Linked DNA regions of Rattus norvegicus: region 2 is linked to region 1. The links are chromatin contacts, called in public Hi-C maps. All regions are on one chromosome and are shown on one strand. The core of a region is the stretch at or near the end of the contact, and the rest is flanking DNA. Distances in the headings are between cores, read along the strand shown.

What was found. A called contact is a pair of places that touch in the nucleus more often than the background predicts.
Region 2: a contact with region 1 is called in a Hi-C map of Schwann cells, with 4 times the contacts expected there. The contact joins the enhancer-like site here to the promoter of Sort1 in region 1. A contact is called at or near these places in 4 of 12 Hi-C or Micro-C datasets (the A7r5 cell line, Schwann cells, kidney and 1 more).

The regions. Positions count from the first base shown.
Region 1 is chr2:198,608,926-198,614,124 of GRCr8, forward strand. Sort1 (sortilin 1) reads left to right here and starts at 3,570. Exons shown (of 20, transcript NM_031767.1): 1 at 3,570-3,892. The coding sequence starts at 3,593.
Region 2 is chr2:198,666,289-198,671,705 of GRCr8, forward strand. Sort1 (sortilin 1) reads left to right here. Exons shown (of 20, transcript NM_031767.1): 11 at 2,666-2,772. Among named protein-coding and RNA genes, the nearest start is that of Mybphl, 24 kb to the right of the region's middle. Within about 2 kb of position 3,608, at least 14 of the 93 cell types and tissues checked have an H3K27ac peak or open chromatin away from gene starts, as enhancers often do. A contact at or near this core is called in Schwann cells, where this site is marked.

The DNA.
Region 1 (5,199 bases), core at 2,320-4,819:
TCATATCACCAAGTCTTTTTTTTAAAGATTTATTTTATTTATATGAGTACACTGTAGCTGTCTTCAGACACACAGAAGAGGGAGGGCATCGGATCCCATTACAGATGGTTGTGAACCACCATGTGGTTGCTGGGAATTGAACTCAGGAAGCAGTCAGTGCTCTTAACCGCTGAGCCATCTCTCCAGCCCCACCAAGTCTTGAGTAACCAGCCAGTCTCAATAGCAGTTTAAGATGTGGTTTGCACTGTCTGAAACCTGACTGGTCCTTGAGGGTAAAGAATCAATTGTAGTTCATTGATGGCTTAGGAATTATGGCTTTGTGTAATCTTTCATTAGGAAGTTGTACTCTGATATTAAATAGTAACAATATGGGCAGCTGATTTCATACAAAATTCCTTAGTGTAGTGAGAAGTAGCTTGTGGTGATACATGTTTGAAAACTGCAATTCAACCCAGGAAGGTTTGCCCTATACACATACACAATGAAAACAACTTGGGTTTATTATCAACATTCTGCAGATTTCTACTGATGTTAGTCCTGTTACAAAGATTTATTTATAAATTGTAAAAAAAATTACATTAAATACTAATCAATTACATAATACACAATGTAATATTAAGTTACATTGATATATTTAAAATCCTGTATCATCTTAGTCATTGTCTTAGGGTTTCATTGCTGTGAACAGACACCATGACCAAGGCAACTCTCATAAGGACATTTAATTGGGGCTGACTTACAAATTCAGAGGTTCAGTTCTTTATCATCAAGGCAAGAGCACGGCAGCATTCAGATAGGCATGGTGCTGGAGGAGCTGAGTTCTAAATCTTCATCTGAAGGTTACTAGAGAAGGCTAACTTCAAGGCAACTAGGACGAGGTCTTAAAGCTCATACTCACACCCACAATGACACTTCCTAATAGTGCCGCTCACTGGGCCAAGCATATTCAAATCACCAGTCATTTAAGAATTTTATTAGGAAGCTGTCATAACTGTGAAAATGTCATCTGTGGTCTCCCATGGTCTTAAAAAAAAAGTACCTCTAGTGGGGAAAAGAGGCAAAAACCTTTTATTTGTATGCATGTGTGCATACACATGTACCTAAGTATATATGAGGAGCCTGAGGAGGTCAGAAGAATGCATTGGATTCCCTGGAACTGGAGTTACAGGTGGTGGTGAGCTGCCATGTGGGTGCTGGGATCTAAACCTGGGTCTTCTGTAAGCTCTTAACTGCTGAGCCATTGCTCCAGGTCCAGTACTGTTTTTAATGCTATAAATTAATGCAGATATGGAAAAGAATACCTCGATTTGAAGAGGTGTGTCATTCACGAATATACAGAGGAAAAAGCAAAGTAAAAACACAGTGTAATGCTCCCAGCTTACAGTTCCTCCTCCTATTGCTGTCAGTGTGTCTGTACTTTATAACTGAGATAACATAAGTATCATTTTCTGCTCTAATTACAATGTGCAGAATTCAGAGATGTTTACTTTTCTTTAAATGCTAAGGTTACTTGTGTTCAAGGAATGATCTACATACATAATTGACTCAGTATTTTTGTGACAAATAAATTCGGGGGAAATACAGTTTTTAGTAACTTTACATATTTGTAAGATTTACATACTCCTGGAGGCAAAGTAAGATATCATGTATAGTATTTCACATTTCCAATGCAGAAGTACAGCGTTTGCCCAGTATGAGTAAGATTCTGGAGTTAATAACTGGTGTTGGAAAAAAAAAAAAAAACGTTGCTGGTAAATCATCAGTTTGAGGAAACTCCAGGATACTGTTAAGAATATATCTAAAACAACACATTAAAAAGTGCAGTTGAGCCAGGAGTGTTAGCACATACCTGTAGTTCCAGAACTTGGGAAGCTGGTGAAGGAGGATCAAAAGATTTTAAGCCCCTGGGTTACAGAAAGACTTCCTTCCCACTTACAAACCGACAAAAACCTGAATTGTACTAAATGGCTAAAAGATGCATCTGGTAGTTTCTCCAGCAGGTGGCACTGTTGAGTTAGCTTTCTTCTTTCCTCATAGTAAGACAATAGACCATTCATCTTTGTCACCCAAACAAAGAAATATTCCTTTGTAGCCCCCTTTTTACTCTCCGTAACTGGTCACATGCTACTGTAACTGACTGCCTTGTGATCTAATCCATACTTGGCACGAATTAGAAATAAGTTGTGCTTAAAAAAATAATGTGGCGTTTATATTTCTGGAAAGAAACACATTCATCGGTTTTCATCTTGTTCAGTAGTTCAGAAACGGGAGGACTTTTCTGTTGATTTGCCATCCTGCTTGGCATTCTAAAGCTTCACATCTCACTTCTTACTGTGGTTTTGGGGAGAGGAAAAAGCCCTAAATATGTGAATAGTTTTGTTTGTACCATTCCAGGTACATATGGAAGGAGGACTTACCATTTTGTTATACAGTAAAACACTCGTTTTACTGTTAAAGTTAAAAGTAACTTCCAGTTGCTTTCACTCTGTTAATAACATTTTGCAAACTTTGAATCTTTTTATCTGGTTTCGTGCGTTCCCACTGAACAACTTGAAATGTTGGGAAGAGGCGGAGTGAAGTTGAGGATTTAGAACTGGTTTTACCAGCACTGCATGTTCTAAAAGTTGTGCGAGCAGCTTCTGCAGTGTAGGAAACAGTGGCGGGTTTATTTACTGGAGGTGGGGTACTAATTTAGGAGGCATCATATTCAGAGAAGGAATTGGTGCGATGCACTCACTCAGGGTTAAGGGTGCTTTTAGGTAACTAAAATCACAGTGTGCCTGTACTGAAATGATCGAAAGCAGGCTTTAGGCATACCTTTAATATACCTACTCTTGGTGGCAAAGCTACCTACATTTCCAAGTCCAGGAAAGCCAATAAGTAATTTCGTCTCTGGACTGCCTCCCTGCAGATGAGGAAGGTGACTGAGGCCAAACACGTTGGAAAGATTTCAGCGGCTTCCATGAGTCACGGGTGTAAAGATGTTCATTGGTCCCATAGGATTTTCGCATTCCCCTCCTTGGCTCCTTCAGCAGACAATGGGCGAGCCAGAGTTAAAATCCTGCTGTACCAGTTTAAGTCGGAGCCCCCTTTCCAACTGAGAGTAGTTCAGGGATTCCCTGGCTTTTCCAGGAGCAGTTTCCAACGAAGGAAATTTTTAAGAGCGTTTGGGTGGGTTGTGGGGGGAGGAGAAGGCAACGTGACCCAATCTTAACCGGAGGGTCTCAGGAGGCGCTGCGAACTCGCAGGCTGAACGGGGAGGGGAGAGGGGTAACCCCTAGGCCAACTCCGGGAGCCCAGCCCGCAGACGCCGAGCGACGGTGGGGAATGACCTCAGCCGTCCCTGCCACGTTCCAGCCAATCAGTCCCGCATCTTGGCATCCGAATCCAGGACCCCCGAAGCCGGAGGCGACGCGAGCCAATGAGGAGTGGGCCGGGGAAGAAGGACAGGCGGCCAGCCTATGGGGGTGGAGAGGCCCGGCTGCGCGTATCCAAGCAGCGCCAGGCCGAGCTCGGGGGTGTGGCGCAGCGCCGGCGGGGGTGGGCGGGCGCGCCGGGTGGCAGGTGTCAGCGGCGTCTGCATTCGGCGGCGATGGAGCGGCCCCGGGGAGCTGCGGACGGCCTTTTGCGCTGGCCCCTTGGCCTCCTCCTGCTCCTGCAGCTGCTGCCGCCAGCCGCCGTCGGCCAGGACCGGCTGGACGCGCCGCCGCCTCCCGCGCCTCCTCTGCTGCGCTGGGCCGGTCCGGTCGGGGTGAGCTGGGGGCTGCGCGCCGCCGCGCCCGGGGGCCCTGTCCCCCGCGCTGGCCGTTGGCGCCGCGGCGCGCCTGCAGAGGATCAGGACTGCGGCCGCCTCCCGGACTTCATCGCCAAGCTGACCAACAATACGCACCAGGTGAGCGCGCGAGGTCTCGGTGCCCCCTTCCCCCCCATTGGGTCGCCCCTCCCGGCCCGCGCGGTCCCGGGCCGCCGCTCCGCTCCCGCTGCAAGCTAGGAGGCTAGCGCGAGACCCCAGCTGCGGAGGGCGGCGAGGCGCGGGGGCGGCGGGGGCCAGGGTGGCTGCGGCCCGCGGGGCTGTGTGTCGTCATAGCCGAGGCAATCTGAGACTTTGACTCGCCGCATTCTTTGCTTCTGCTTCTTAAGTTGTCAGAATCTCCTGATCATCCCCATTTGCCCCCAACCCCCACCCCGCATATAGAACATTGGGTCCACCAACGCTGGTACCTACCAGGAAACTGGAGGCATAATTACCCCTTGAGTGATCGCAGAAGTTGGGCTGCTCAGAAGCAGAGGTGTGCCTTCCCTGGCTCGGTACTTTTGGGGTGATAAGGCTGGCGTCCAGAATTCCCACAGCAGTTGTTAGGTCACGGTTTGTGTATCCATAGTTAAAGGAACACGTACGGAAACAAAAATGACATTGAAACCCAACCGTGAAATGACATCTCCGCTGCTCCCTAAAAAATAAAAATGGTTCAAGATGTTTTCTTAGGGTGCAGGCTCAGAACCCTCTCACCTGACCCAAAACGACCTTGAGAGGCATTACGAACCGAAATCCTGTGTGCAGAACCCAGAGAACAGAAAACGGCTCCCAGGACCTAGATTAGAAGCAGTTGCAGAACAGCCAGAATTATCCAGAAGTTCTGTCTAATGGCTTCACAGAGTTGCCTACTGTCACAAACAAGAGTCTGGGCTGTAACCAGTCAGCCCTCTCTGAGCACTGCAGGCTCTTTACATTCCTTTGCTCCAGACCCATCCTGGAGATAGGCTCCAGTGTGCTTTGTTTCCTCGTAAGTTGACATATGTTCTTTGCACAAAAACTGGTATTGGCTTCTGTGTGTGACCTGCGGCCAACTGAGATCCTGTGATCTGTCTCACTCCTTCAAAACTGACTTCCAACCTTGTGTTGAGCCCTTACTGGGACCTCTCTATCCTGTCCTAATTTCTGATAACTATGAACATTCTGCAGATAGTTCACCTTAAGCCTGCTCTTGTCGAGGCTTTCAAAGTTGTGGTGCTTCTGTTTTGGGCATAAGTATCTGAACCTTGACACATTGCCGTGTTGAGAAATTGTTAGGAAAGTCTTGGTTTTGGTGCAACTAGGACATCTTCCTCCCCCCCCCCCTTATTTCTTTCTAAAATTAACAATTATTGCAACCCACGTATGGGAAAGACATTTTCAGTTCCATGTATTTTCTGTGTTCT
Region 2 (5,417 bases), core at 2,358-4,857, 57 kb after region 1:
CTTAGACGCCCAGAAGGTTTTTCCAGAGCCCTTAGTTTGTCGTTTGCTCTGCATCCTGTGTAATTTCACAGATGCACTGTCTCTAATGTCTATTTCATCCCGCTGGAATGCACACTTCATAAGCTTCTGCTGATGGTGGCGTGCATGCATTCCTGTGTACCCGGAGGACAGCCTTCAGGAATCGATCTCTCCTTCTCCTGTGGGTCATGAAGCTCAGACTCAGCTCCTCAGGCCTGTGCAGCAGGTGTTTTTCTTAACGAGTCTCTACCAGTCCCTCAGAAGGTGTTCTGTCTGTGACGCTCCCAGGGCCCTACAGTGGTTTTTACATACTGACCTTTCAATAAATATTTGTTGAATAAATGAATTTTCCTTCATCTGCCATCCTGGTTGAGGTACTTGAAACCTCAGAGCATATTATCTCTGTACTTAAAGCACAGCAGTCTCTGTGACTGAGAATAGACCCTAGGAAGGAGACACCGGGATACACAGAAGGGAGGACTGGGAAGATGCCTCAGCAGGGGAAGTGCTTGCTGCTGATGGTGGTGTGCATGCTATACACAAATAGTTAAATGAATGTTCAAAATGTTTTTAAAAAGAAAGGACACCAGAGGGATAATGTGCTGGCTAGATTTATGTCAACTTGACACAAGCCGAAGAGGGAGCCTCAAGTAAGAAAATGCTACAATTTATTGGGAGACCCCCAGACCGTTGTGGGTGGGGCCATCCCTGGGCTGGTCCTGGGTCCTTAAGGAAGCAGGATGAACAGCCCTGTGGAGCTCCCTCCATGCTGCTTCAGCGTCTGCTCCTACTCCAGGGTCCTGCCCTGTCTGAATTCCCATCCTGACTTCTTTCACTGCTGGACTGCAGTGTGGAGGTGTAAGACAAACCCTGTCCGCACCAACGTGCTTTTGGTCATGCGGTAGATCACAGCAATAGTGACCCTAACTAGGACAGATAGAATCATGGATGCTGGGGGGAAAAAACTAATCAAGTTATTAATCCAGGCTGGAGGGGTAGCTCAGTGGTTAAGAGCACTGACTGCTCTTCCAGAGGTGCTGAGTTCAATTCCCAGCACCCACATGGTGGCTCACAACCATCTGTAATGGGATCCGATGCCCTCTTCTGGTGTGTCTGAAGATAGTGACAGTGTACTACTCACATATATAAAATAAATAAATAATCCTTTAAAAAGATGTGAGATTCAGGGATTTGAGTGTTAGACTTTGGTTTAAAAAAGAAGTTATTAATCCAGGATTAGACATAACTAATCTGGAGAATCCTTAAAATAAGCTTGGTGTCATGTCTTTGACTAAGTAAAAATTAGGATCCCTGCCTAGATTTTCCTCCAAGGCCTCACACAGTGAAGGAGAATGAACATTAGCTTCTTTATACTTATCAATGCATTGACTTTCATTTACTAAAAATTAATTTAGAATTTCCGAGACAATCAGTTTATAAAGAGCATTTTTTATCTGTGTAGCCCTGTCCTGGTTGTCCTGGAACTTATTCTGTAGACCAAGCTGGTCTTCTACTCAGAGCTCTGCCTGCCTCTGATTAAAGGTGTGCGCCACCACCGCCCAGCTGTAAAAGCTATTCTTGGCTCGCAGTTGGAGCAGTTTCCACCTGTGGCCAGGTATCCCCACTGCTTTTGAGTCTGAATCACCGCATCATGGTAGAAGTGATAGATGTAATAGATGAAGCCCATTGCCTCAGATATTGGAAGAGAAAGACCCTGACGTCCCTTCATGGACACAGCCCGTGACGGAACTTCCTCTTATTGGCCTAATCTCAGTCTGGCACCCAAGCTGTGACTACCCGGGCAGTGGCAATGAGGAAGGACTTTGAGATCCAAATTACAGCATAAGAGAGAGCTTTGGGGTTTCTCAGTAGCAACAGTTCCTGGTGGTTGGCTGGGACATCCTGTTCAAGTGGTACACCTTCTTCTGGCCTGATAGTCACCAGTGCTGAGCTACTGCGTAAGGTGTTAAGATGGGGTTCCACAGTCAGAGGAGTGGGTAAGAAGGGGAGGGCACGAAGGGAAATGTGCTCAACACAGAATATGCATTTATATGTAAACATGGATGGATGGATGGATGGATGGATGAGTGGATGATGGATGAATGGATGGATGGATGGATGAGTGGATGAGTGGATGATGGATGGATGGATGGATGGATGAGTGGATGGGTGGATGGGTGGATGGATGGATGATGAAGGGAGGGAGGGATGGAGGGAGGGAAGGATGGATGAATGAATGGATGGCTGGATGATGGATGGATGATGGATGGATGATGGATGGATGGATGATGGATGAATGGATGAGTGGATGATGGATGGATGATAGATGGATGGATGGATGGATGGATGATGGATGGATGGGTGGAGAGATGGATAGATGATGGGTAGATGGAGAGATTGGATGGATGGGTGGATGATGGATGAATGGATGAGTGGATGATGGAGGGAGGGAGGGAGGGATGGATGATGGATGGATGGATGGGTGGATGGAGAGATGGATGGATGATGGGTGGATGGATGGATGGTTGGAGTTTCTGAAGAGCAGTTCCATTGTAGCTGGCTGACTGGAGTAGTAGCCTCCAGTGGGGTGGGCTTACATCACTCTTTCTTCAATGCACTGGGCTTACGTTACTCTTTCCCCATTTAGATAATTCCATTCAGAGCATGATCACTTTTGACCAGGGAGGACGGTGGGAGCATCTGCAGAAGCCGGAGAACAGCAAGTGCGATGCTACCGCAAAGAACAAGAATGAGGTTTGTTGGTGCCAACCATCATCTGTGTGTGCAGAAAAGCAGCCAGCCTGCTCTGTTCCTGCCAATGCTGAGCTTTTCCATGATGAAATCTCATTCTTGGTCAGGGTCCAGAGGCGAAGGTGGAAGGCTTAGAAATGAGAATAATGAATTTACTTAGGATTCGTGAAGTAGAAACTGTACGGAGAAGCCAAGATACTGTGGCTTGCCTGACTTTTTAAAAGAAAAACAAGATGGAGTAACAACCATTTGTTTTACCAAATTTCTGAGGGGAGACAGAATGGACAGATGTACTTATTGTTAGCTAAGGATCTACATGGTGGGGTGAGGCCTTGGAAGTCCTTCAGGGGCCAAAGAGCAGCCTGTATTATAGGTGTGGGTAGGCACAGCCTGGAAGAACTTAGTTCAACAACAGTGAAGCTGGTTGTTCCCACATTCCTCTCAGACCTGTTACACACAGGGCCCCTCTGCTTCTCCAGCCTGGAGTCTTTTTGTGGGGAATCTCACATGGCGTGACACCTTCTCCTCACACTCTCCTTTCGTATCCATACTTAATGCATCTGCTTCTATTTTCTCCATCCTTCTGTTCTTCTGCCTTGGGTTTGTGCTACCCCTGCCCAGTTCACCATGCCCAAGGCAGGGGCTATAGTCTCTTCTCTCCTTGGCGCTTTCTGGCTCCCCTGGCTCCCTCAAGACCTTCTCTTGGTTTCGCTTTACTGGGGTAAAGACTGAGCCTCTCTTGTGAATGAAAGCTTTGTCCTGCCTGGCTCTGTCTACCTCTCCCCACCGACACACCCTTGCTGTTCTCTATACACCCTCTGTATCCTCCCAGTGTCCTCACAGAAGCCACGTCTGTGTCCCTAAACCCCGGCTGGTTGTAATCTGCAGTAGTCCTAGCCTACCTTGGCGCCCATCCAGTTAGAACCAGTCATCATTCTTATTCCACTAATAGTTGGCTTAGCCTTTTGCAAAATAAGAAAACATAATGTTTACTATTGTGACCACTTGAGATCTATCTGCTTGTGTGAGACAGGATCTCATGTGTGGCTCTGACTGGGCCTGTGTAGACCAGGCTAATCTCGAGGTCATATGTATCTGTATCTGTGAGCCCTGTCTTTTAAGTGTGGATATTACACGCCTGCCTCATATGAGCTCCTTGAATGGCACTAGTGGTTAGACTGCCTTCACACATTTGCCTACTTTCTGACATGTGCTTTTCCCTCAGCATCAGTAAGGTATAGTTGATAAATTTAAATGGCATATATTCATAATGTATGGTTTGACATTTTCCTGTCTGTATACATTGTAAGATATATGACCATAGTCAAGCTAATTAATGCATACATCAGTTAACTAAGCTATCTCTTTCTTATGTGTGATTCGAGCATTTAGACCTATTCTCTTAGCAGATTTCAAGTATGTCACACAGTTTGCAGGATGCGGTCCATAATGCTTACTAGCTCTTCAGAACTTACTTGTCCAAAACAGAAGCTTCAGAACCTTTTCGCCAATATCGCCCCCCCTGTCTTTTTTTTTTTTTTTAAAGATTTTACTTATTTATTTTATGTATTTGACTACACTGTAGCTGTCTTCATGCACACCAGAAGAGGGCATCAGATCCCATTACAGATGGTTGTGAGCCACCATGTGGTTGCTGGGAATTAAATTTAGGACCTCTGCAAGAGCAGTCAGTGCTCTTAACCTCTGTACCATCCCCCCAGCTCCCACTCCCCTGTTTTTTAAAGATTTTATTTTCCCCTCCCTGTCTTGCCTCCTGATCCCTGGCAGCTACCACTGTGCTCTCTGCTTGTATGAGTTTAGTGTGTTTTGTCGATTCCACATTTAAGTGACATCATGTGGCATTTGTCTTTCATGCCTAGTTTATTTTACATAGCAGACAGCCTCCTGGGCTCATCCATGTGGTTGCAAACAGCAGGCTGTCCTTTGTTGAGAATGATTAACATCCCATTGTGCATGCACTGTATCCTCTCTTTATGCATTCATCTAGCAAAAGAGACATAGACTGGGGGCCGGAGAGATGGCTTAGCAGTTAAGAGCACTGGCTGCTCTCCCAGAGGACCCAGATTGAATTCCTAGCACCCACATATGGCAACTCCAGCTCCAGGGACCTGACACCCTCACACACACATGCATGCAAGCAAAACACCAAATGCATATAAAATAAAAATAAATCGATCACTAAAAAGAAGAAGCTACATGGGTTGGTTCTATACCTCGAGTTAAGCCATAGTGCGTGTAGACTGTAGTTATCACCCTGAGGTTCTTTTTTTTTTAAAGATTTATTTATTTATTATTATATATAAGTACACTGTAGCTGTCTTCAGAAACCAGAAGAAGGCATCAGATCGCATTACAGATGGTTGTGAGCCACCATGTGGTTGCTGGGATTTGAACTCAGGACCTCTGGAAGAGCAGTCAGTGCTCTCAACCGCTGAGCCATCTCTCCAGCCCTTCACCCTGAGGTTCTAACGTCATCTCTTAGCTAAATACCACTCAGTAGTCTTGCTGGCATATCTGTCTTCCATTTTAGAGGAGACACCACAGTGTTGTGTGTAGAGATGGCTTCAGTTACCTTTCCCCAACAGCATGCAAGCGTTGCCCTTCCTTGAACTTTAAGCAATGTTTGT